Linked DNA regions of Mus musculus: region 2 is linked to region 1. Evidence: chromatin contacts called from public Hi-C data. All regions are on one chromosome and are shown on one strand. The core of a region is the stretch at or near the end of the contact, and the rest is flanking DNA. Distances in the headings are between cores, read along the strand shown.

Region 1 (4,774 bases), core at 2,115-4,614:
ATAACCTCAATCTGACATCAAAATGCAAAGATCTCTCAAAATATAAGAACACAGTTATAAAATGCTTTTTGTTTTAAGAGTAAGTTCAATAATCTAAAAAAACTATCTTTTAATGATATAAACAATTTTTCTCTTTTACTTTTCTGATAAACTTCCAAATTATTAGCAGATTCTGGCTTCAAAATTAAAGTAAATATATTTTGTCTACATAAAAGAATTGAATATGAAAACATCATATTTAGAATTTCCTAAAATTAGCATGAATATTTGCCTCATGGTATTCCTTAGAAATTTCCCTGGACACTTATAGTTTATGTCATATCAATGATAAATACTATCTCAATAGATAATACAGCAAACGTTTAAGTGAGAATATGTTTGTTGTGATCTTTCTATTCCTGGAATCCTGACAGAGCTCTTCCAGAATGTGAGAAAGTCTGACATTCGAATGACTGGCAGCCAGATGTGTTTACTTGTGGCTAATGCTTCCCAGGAACATTTTGGAGGGAAGTGGGGTGGGTCATTTTTTAAGATTTATTTATTATTATATGTAAGTACACTGTAGCTGTCTTCAGACATACCAGAAGCGGGCAACAGATCTCATTACAGATGGTTGTGAGTCACCATATGGTTGCTGGGATTTGAACTCAGGACCACTGGAAGAGCAGTCAGTGTTCTTAACCACTGAGCCATCTCTCCAGCCTGGGATGGGTCATTGTTCTGCTCTTCCATGCCAATGGTCTTATAAGCAAATTATAAAAAGCACAGATAACAATCTGACAAAATAAAACTTCTCATCAAATAGAGATGACAGGCTTCTCTGCAATTCAAGGTTCATGTTTATAGAGCATGTTAGCCACTATGTACATAGCAATGCCTTAACAAAGAGAAATGACTGATGAGGCCGATAGCTGGTGTCCCAGAGTTCATAGTTTTGGTGTACTTACATGAAATTCAATCCATGAAAAATCTGCCTCCCCAATTCATGTCTTTCCCAAAACTTCAGAACATAACTATTTGAGGGAGGGGGTCTTTATACAGTTAGTTAAGATAAAGCCACACTGTTGCAGGAAAACCTAAATCAAATCTGTCTATATTGGCCTTATAACAAGATGCAAAGAGGTGGAGACACACACAGAGGAAAGATGATGTGGAGGCATGAGACACAAGGGGAGCACTGTGTAATGACCAAAGCAAAGGCTGCATGGTGCATCAGCAAGCCAGGCTCTACAGAGGATTGCTGATAACACTAGCCACCAAGGGAAAGCTACAGAACAGTCTCTCTTGAAGCTACACAGAGAACATGGCTCTGCCAACTCCCAAACCCCCGCAGCTGCTAAGCCAGACAGACCACATTCTGACCACTTGGACGCCACAGCAGCCTTTGCAAACCCTACCTCTTGTCTTGTCAATCATTTCCACTAAATACACATTTTGCCCCACTGCCTTCAGGACAAATCCCCAACTTACTCTAGAACTCCTTGTCCACTCATGCTTGGTTTCTGCTGATACCTTTTCAGCCATTAATTCTTTGTTCCTTTAACTCCCCATGTCTGGAACATTATTTGTCTTCTGTTTTCCCCCACACCCTTCTGGCTAATGCTGTTTCTTCTTGGCTTAGACATTTCTTCTAAAGGCTCTCTCTCTCTCTCTCTCTCTCTCTCTCTCTCTCTCTCTCTCTCTCTCTCTCTCCTTTTTTTACACCGCTCTGTTGCAATTGCTTGTTTATTTGTATAACATGCAGGAATTTTACCCTTCATTACTCAGGTGCAAAAAGAAAAAAAGTCACATTCCATTATTTCTAAAATTAAAACTAAATGTATTCCTCCGTCTCACCCTCTTGACTCAAAAGAATTTAATCCATGGGTCCCCTCCCTGTCTCACCCTTAATAAGATCATCCAAGAAGTCTGAATTCATGAAGTACCCAAAACAACTATGATGCTGTAGTTACATGCTGACCTACTGAGTTCTAGGAGCAGGATGTAATGAGGCAGCACAGCACAGCACAGCCCTACTCCGTACCATCTAGATGTGACTCAGAGATGCCTTGCAGCTGCTCAGAGACCCAGCATGTACTGACCAGTAAGGATTAACTTTTAAGAGGACTGTCTGGCAAGTAACTCCAGGATTGACAGTCCAAGCACTCAGATTTAAAGTCACCCCTGGGAACTAAAAGGCCCAGTGACCCTTTTGTTGTATGTTCTGTAGTCTTCCAGGGACTGTCACTCTCTGTCACTGGGGTTTGGACTTGAGGCTACTTTTGAAAATGGCATGTAATAGTAAATCATAATCAAGTCAATTGAGAGGCTAGGACGTAGCTCAGAGATAGTTTGTGTGGCATGTTGGAGGATCTGGATTCTTCTCTAGCATCACAAAATCCATAATAAATATAACCAACTAAAAAAAAAATAACACTGGAGAGATGTATCCCTGAGTTAAATCCACTTGCTACTCTTCCAAGGGACCCAGGTTTGCGTCCCCTCACCCACATAGTGGCCCACAACTCTCTCTAACTACAGGTACAGGAGATCTAACTCCCTCTTTTGCCCTCTACAACCACCAGGCACACATATAGTACATACGGCAAGAGAGCCATACACATAAAATTAAAATAATATTACAGACAAAGCTAAGATCCATTGACCAACCAAGGAGTACCTAAATTAATTCAGGAAACTTGCATCCCAATAGAGATGGTTAAAGGAAAGGGCACACCAGTGGGTTCTCAGCCACTGGAAATCGACTTCACTATGGAATTAACAGAGCATTATCAAAGAGGGAGCTGCTGGGAACTGCCTCAAGAAACGTATCCCCTGACAATCTTACATCACAAAATCCACCCACTAACTACCTACCTCCCTATTGGCATCCCATGGAAAGCAGCTCCTCCGACACCTACCCCTGCCACACACACAGACACCTGTAAAAAATGGCACATTATTGCCACAGACACATGAAAAGAGGGATGCCTTCTGTGGACAAGGACTACGACAGGAATTCAGGTAAATGTTCAACCCTGTAGCTTCAGCACAGCCACGACGAACCAACTGCTATCAACAAAGCCCTACAGAAAAACGTGACTCTCCCTTCTCAGGAGAGCCTAAAAGCTGCTCACTAAAGCGCATGCCCAAGCTGCTAAGCAGGCAGGAATCCTGTGAGCAATGCTTTTTGGCTTTATTGTCAGATAACCAAAGCTGTTAGACAGAACACCCTCTGTCTGCCCTATTCCAACGGCATATTTCACTTTTTAGTTACAAAAACGTGGTTTTAAATAAGAATGTTATGCAAGGGATGGAGTAGTGGGGGCCTTAGTGGAAGACGGCTTCCACTAACCACAACACACCACGAGTTCTTGGAACCTGCTGCTCCCTTCATATTTGGCACTAAGTGGCTCATTGTCCTTGTCTAGACAAGTGCTACAGGCTGCGTAAATGGTGAATGACTGCACAAAGCCTCTATTCATCCAGAATGGGAACGTGTTAATGTGCTGCCTTTTCAAGCCCAAGGGGTTTGCCGAGAAAGAACAATTTACAGCTACTTTGGTTTTAAATTAATATTTACTTAATGTTGGAGATTTTAAACCTAGCATCCTCACATTTTATGTGCAATTAACAAACAATGCTCTTCTCCTTAAGGTTCTAATGAAGTATGAATGACTAGTTATTCTTTTACTAACATTTGGCTAATTCACACTAAACAGGTAAAATGCTTTACAATAATCAAATAATCATTCTTACTTACAAACAATTAGTTCCTCCACGTTATTAAGTCATTTATTCCAATCTTTTAAATAGATTTGCAAATTTCATGTATTTAACATTTTATTTTAGGATCGAAATGTTTTCATGGTATGGTATAAGGAAAATGACCTGGTAACTGACTAATTGGATATGTAGCAAGAGACAGACACAGTTATGAGTTGAATACATTCATAGATATTTATTTATAAACATATACATATGTAGAGAGAGCTCTTAAGCTATCTTAAAACTTTAAAACTAGGAACTCTAACATAATAATGTAGCAAAAATCACAAGATTAATGCATCCGATCCTCCTAGGAGTTACACTTTAACAAACAAATATGACAGCTATCTCCTCTATCTTACCCAGAGGAAGTACTGGTGGGCTGGTTGAATTTATTATATTTAAATTTAATTGGAAAATTCCATATTATTGAGGTACTGGTTTCCTGAACAAAAGTGGAGTTAAACATGCAGGCAAGTTGACTGGCCTGTGCTGCCTATGACTTGTGATCATGAGACAATCTGTATCAGTCAGATGTTCAATAGATGAAGGCCCTGGAGACACGTGCTTACAAAAGGAAGCAGCAAGCCAGAGAGAGTCTACATCTACATGTCACTGGTGGATTCAGTTTTATACTAGTTGCCCCTTGGTTTTGCTTTTTTCCCTGCAAGTTTGCCCCCTGACTCCTTCCTCCTCCCTCTGGTGAGCTGAACTAATCTTATGATTGCATGACTGAGTCTTCATTGTACTGAGACCTTTCTCAGAGCGTGCACTCATACCCTCTTAATATCATCCTCTGCTCACTAAGCCTCCTGCTCTTCCTCAGACGTCTGTAAGCACAGTGTAAAAGCTGTTCTGCTGGCAAATGCTACTTACATTACCTGCTTAGTACTCTCCGGAACCTCTCAATACTTGCAGACAGATTAGAGTTAAGAACTTAGAAACTGTGCTACTGATGACATGAGGACCTTGAGCTGTGTGACTTAAGGTATAATGTGAAAGCTAAAACAAATAAAGAATCCTAAGA
Region 2 (4,552 bases), core at 73-2,572, 210 kb before region 1:
TGAAAAGAATGGTAAATGCTAGAGACCGTGAAAGGAAAATCGGGGACCTTGAGGAAGAGTGGCCATGAGTGTGGGGTTAGTTTTCAAGGAGGGCTAATATAGCTGTAGATAAAAGCATGCTGGAGAAAGGATTTAGCACAGCAGGTAATGTCATGGCCAGGTCAGCTAGCCTGTTCCAACCCATACTAGCTTGATGGGGCTGTTTCCTGCTCTTCCTGTACTTAGTGTGGAGGAAAGAGACTGATAACATGCTAGTACCTTGTCTCAGTGTCTCGGGAGTATTCAGTTAAGTCTGCTCAAAATGTCAGCGTCAGATAGCAAGCCCTGTATCTATTAGCTATTACACTGAAGATGTATTTTGATATATGAATTACATAGTGATGGCTATTCTTGTCAAGTTGACTACATCTGGAATTCACTAAAAACTCAAGTAGCTGAGCACATCTGTCATGGGTTTTTCTTGACTGAATCATTTGAGGTGGGAAGACCCTAAATGAGGGGCTTTCCCTCATGGCAGCCTAGATACAGAGCTTGGAAGAAAGCAGCTTTTGCTTTCTGCTTGCTGGCTCTCATTCTTAGTGGCCAGCTCATATTCTGGCTGCTGGGGCTCACCCTTATGTCACTACAGCCCGTTTCCACAGGATCTGACACAGGCTGAAGATCAGCTGAGATATTCAGCCTCACACACTGAACAAATATTTGATTCTTGAACTTTTTTCTTAGAAGCCAGCAAGCAAGAGCTTGCTTCTAAAATAATATTTCTCATTAGTGAATTCATACCCAAACAGATCACTTTTTAATCTAAGAAACTGTTACAATTCTATCCCTGGAGTGAAAATATTCCTCAAGAAAAAACAATAATTACTCTTCACCAAGCCAAAAATCTGCTGATTAAATAAACACTGAGAAAATGAAACTCAGCATCCAGACAATAGGAGTGAGAATGCTGTATCGCAGCAAACAACACAACAGAGAGAGGATGAGCCTGTGCCTAGCGGGTTTTCAGCCCTGGGGTAGCTCATGACCAGACTTTTGGCTATGCTACTGGAAAGCTCTGCTGGCAGGCAGTGGTGAGCAGGAAGTGTCGACGACTGAGTATAACTGCTGGTTTCATTCTCAGAACGTAATTTAGCTTCTTGAGCGCAGCCCTGAACCAGCATGACAACTCCAGAAACTCATATCATGCTTTCCCTGTCACTGGACCTTTCAGAGAAAGGCTTTTCTCACAAATGGCGTATGCTGAAAGAAATAACCAACAGGCTAGTGTGTTAACTTCCTACGTAGTTGTTAGCACTGTGGAAAATGCAGATATAAACTATAAGACACAGGACTAGAAGTCACAGGTATTTTGAGTCAAGTGCAGCTTAGCAGGTTTAGCAGATTCAGGACTGGGTCTAAATTCTTGCAACTATAGTTGAAAACCTCCTGGGAAGGGAAAGATGAAGTTTTTGGTTTTGTTTTGTTTTGGTGCTCATATTTTTGTACAACCTGGCAAAAGGGATATTGGATGGGAGGGTTTGGTTTTCCCAATGGTTTTTCTCTGTTTAGAGGAAATGTCCTTGAAACAGGCATAACTCTGAGTAAAGAGGAATGAGTAGTAAGGGAAGACTTGCTGCTCAAGTGCTTGAAAAACAAAACTCCATAAACCAGCTGACCAGCAGTCAAGGGGCAGTGGACAGTTCTATACTGTTTCATTTCAGAAATCTATCACAAAACATGAATATTGCAAAGAGAGCATAGAAAGGTCCCTTAAGAGCAAGTGCTGCGGTAGCCATTTTATTTCCAATAGATATTTTCTCTCTGCAATGCATGGTCAATCCTCATTTCACAAATATTCCCTGAATAGTTACTATGTGTTGGGCATAAAAAGACGAAGTTCCTTATCTTCAAAGTATAAAGATAATACATTAGTGGAAGATACTAAGGACAAATGGGGGAAGCCTCCATATGAACTCTGAAGATGGCTCACAGAAAAGACATTTGAGAAAAGGTACATAGAACAGTGGTTCTCAACCTGTGGGTCATGACCTTGACCCTTTCACAGAGGTTCTCCTAAGACTATCAGAAAACAGACATGAGCCTTCCAGTTTCCATCTCTGCCTGCAACAGATCCTCTGCCAAAGGGCTCCATACCCAAATAGCGCCAGGAGGGAGCTAGCCTCCCAGGAGTGCAGATAGGCCTATGAGTGCAGGTAGGATCAACACTGCTACTCAGAGGAACCCACCCCCACCCTCAGAACCCTCAGGACACAGGAACTAAGGGGCAGCCTGGGACAGGAGTTTTCCAGTCCTGTTAGAAGAAAGTTGGTCTCCCAGGAGTATCTACACACCTGCAAGCACAGGTAATATCACTCCTTCTCTTCAAATTCCTTGCCCAAGAGGGACCCTCATAGAGCCATCAGGATACAGGAACCAAGGGTCAGCTGGGAACAGGATCCTTCAGGTCTCTGTCTGCACCCCAGAGATGACCCTGTACCCACAGTTACCAAATTCCTTCCAGAGAGAACTGGTCTCCCAGAAGTACTGACAAACAGGTTTGTAGGAGGGACAAGCCACAATCAGAGACAGTAAGACCAGTTAACACCAGAGATAACCAGATGGCAAAAGGCAAGAGCAAGAACATAAGCAACAGAAACCAAGACTACTTGGCATCATCAGAACCCAGTTCTCCCACCACAGTGAACCCTGGTTACCCCAACACACCAGAAAAGCAACACTGAATTAAAATCACATCTCACTATGATGATAGAAAAATTTAAGAGGGACATAAATAACTCCCTTAAAGAAATACAATAGAAAACAGGTAAACAAGTAGAAGCCCTTAAAGAAAAAACACAAAAATCCCTTAAAGAACTACAGCAAAACAGAACCAAACAGGTCACTGAACAAAACCATCCAGGATCTAAAAACAGAAAGAGAAACAATAAAGAAATCACAAAGGGAGACAACCCTGGAGATAGAAAACCTAGGGAAGAGACCAGGAATAATAGATGCAAGCATCACCAACAGAATAGAAAAGATACAAGAGAGAATCTCAGGTGCAGAAGGTACCATAGAAAACAGTGACACAATAGTTAAAGAAAATGCAAAATGCAAAAGGCTCCTAACACAAAACATTCAGGAAATCCAGGACACAATGAGAAGACCAAACTTAAGGATAATTGGTACAGAAGAGTGAAGATTCCCAACTTAAAGGGCCAGTAAATATCTTCAACAAAATTATAGAAGAAAACTTCCCTAACCTAAAGAAAGAGATGCCCATGATCATACATGAAGCCTACAGAACTCTAAATACACTGGACCAGAAAAGAAATTCCTCCTGTCACATTATAATCAAAACACCAAACGCACTAAAGTGTGAATGCTTCAGTTCTTAAAAGGGGGGGACAAAATACTCATAGGAGGAAATATGGAGACAAAGTGTGGAGCAGAGACTGAAGGAAAGGCCATCCAGAGACTGCCCCACCTGGGGATCTCATATACAGTCACCAAGCCTGGACTCTATTGTGTTTCCCAGGAAGTGCATGCTGACAGAAACCTGATATGGCTGTCTCCTGAGACGCTCTGCCAGAGCCAGACAAAAACAAGGCAGATGCTTGCAGCCAACCATTGGACTGAGCACCATTGTGGGCCTGTGCCCCAGAGGCTTTCCATGGTCTGGTCTGGTTCGAGAATTCCCTCGAAGGGAAGTGAGTGCTGGCAGGGAAGGGAAGTCTCTTCTGCCCTTTCTGCTGCTACAGTTGGCTCTACCTCCATCTCTGCCATGATGTCTGGTTACTCTACTTGGTTACTCCGTGCCGCCCTGCACAGAGCTGTGTCAGGCTGAACTGACATGAGGTCGCCTGGCCAGTGAGGCACTCGGAGGAGCTTCAGGTGATACTTCAAGAGAGCAGACCTCTTCCCAAGTGTTACAGCTCTTAGAACAAAAGGCTCGGTCGATGGAGTAGTTCTCTTGCACTTTCAATTCCCTGGATAGCATTTATACACAGTTTTGGGGGTGATTCATGGTCTGACAGCAGATACCGCTCATTGGCTTGGACTGAGAGCTTGGGGAAAACCTTATTTGCATGTAGGAAGGCTTGGTAGCTGCTCCTACATGACTGATAGCCACATACCTCTCCCTTGGGGACTGTGGGGGTTATGGGAGCTATGGGGGCTGCAATTCTACAAGGGCAAGGGGCCTAGGAGACAGAATCAAATACCTTCCATCCCATGCAGGTGGGATTCACAAGTGGGTCACTGGGGTTCCATACCTTTGCTCGACTGGAGACCAGGGTATCTGTGCACAGCCCACCGCCCCTCACACCAGGTTCCCTGATGGAGGAGATGGAGAAGGGACTGTAGGCATCGAGGGGGTTTGCAGCCCTATGGAGGGAGCAACAGTGTCACCTGGCCAGATCCCCCGGGGTCTCCTGGGGCCTGAACCACCAACCAAACAGTACACATGGAGCAACCTATGGCTCCACCAGCATATATGGCAGAAGATGGCCTTGTTGGACATTAGTGGGAGGAGAGACTCTTGGGCCTAAGGGTGCTTGATTACCCCAGTGTA

Evidence for each region. Hi-C and Micro-C count contacts between places; a contact is called where the count stands out from the background.
Region 2: a contact with region 1 is called in a Hi-C map of ventricular fibroblasts, with 5 times the contacts expected there. The contact joins two enhancer-like sites. A contact is called at or near these places in 3 of 484 Hi-C or Micro-C datasets (CD4 T cells, Th1 cells and ventricular fibroblasts) and 2 of 115 datasets of contacts at active chromatin or transcription factors (effector CD8 T cells and memory CD8 T cells).

The regions. Positions count from the first base shown.
Region 1 is chr3:19,405,056-19,409,829 of GRCm38.p6, reverse strand. No RefSeq gene overlaps it. Among named protein-coding and RNA genes, the nearest start is that of Gm42188, 33 kb to the right of the region's middle. Within about 2 kb of position 3,364, at least 99 of the 459 cell types and tissues checked have an H3K27ac peak or open chromatin away from gene starts, as enhancers often do.
Region 2 is chr3:19,616,326-19,620,877 of GRCm38.p6, reverse strand. No RefSeq gene overlaps it. Among named protein-coding and RNA genes, the nearest start is that of n-TRacg3, 9.4 kb to the left of the region's middle. Within about 2 kb of position 1,322, at least 33 of the 459 cell types and tissues checked have an H3K27ac peak or open chromatin away from gene starts, as enhancers often do.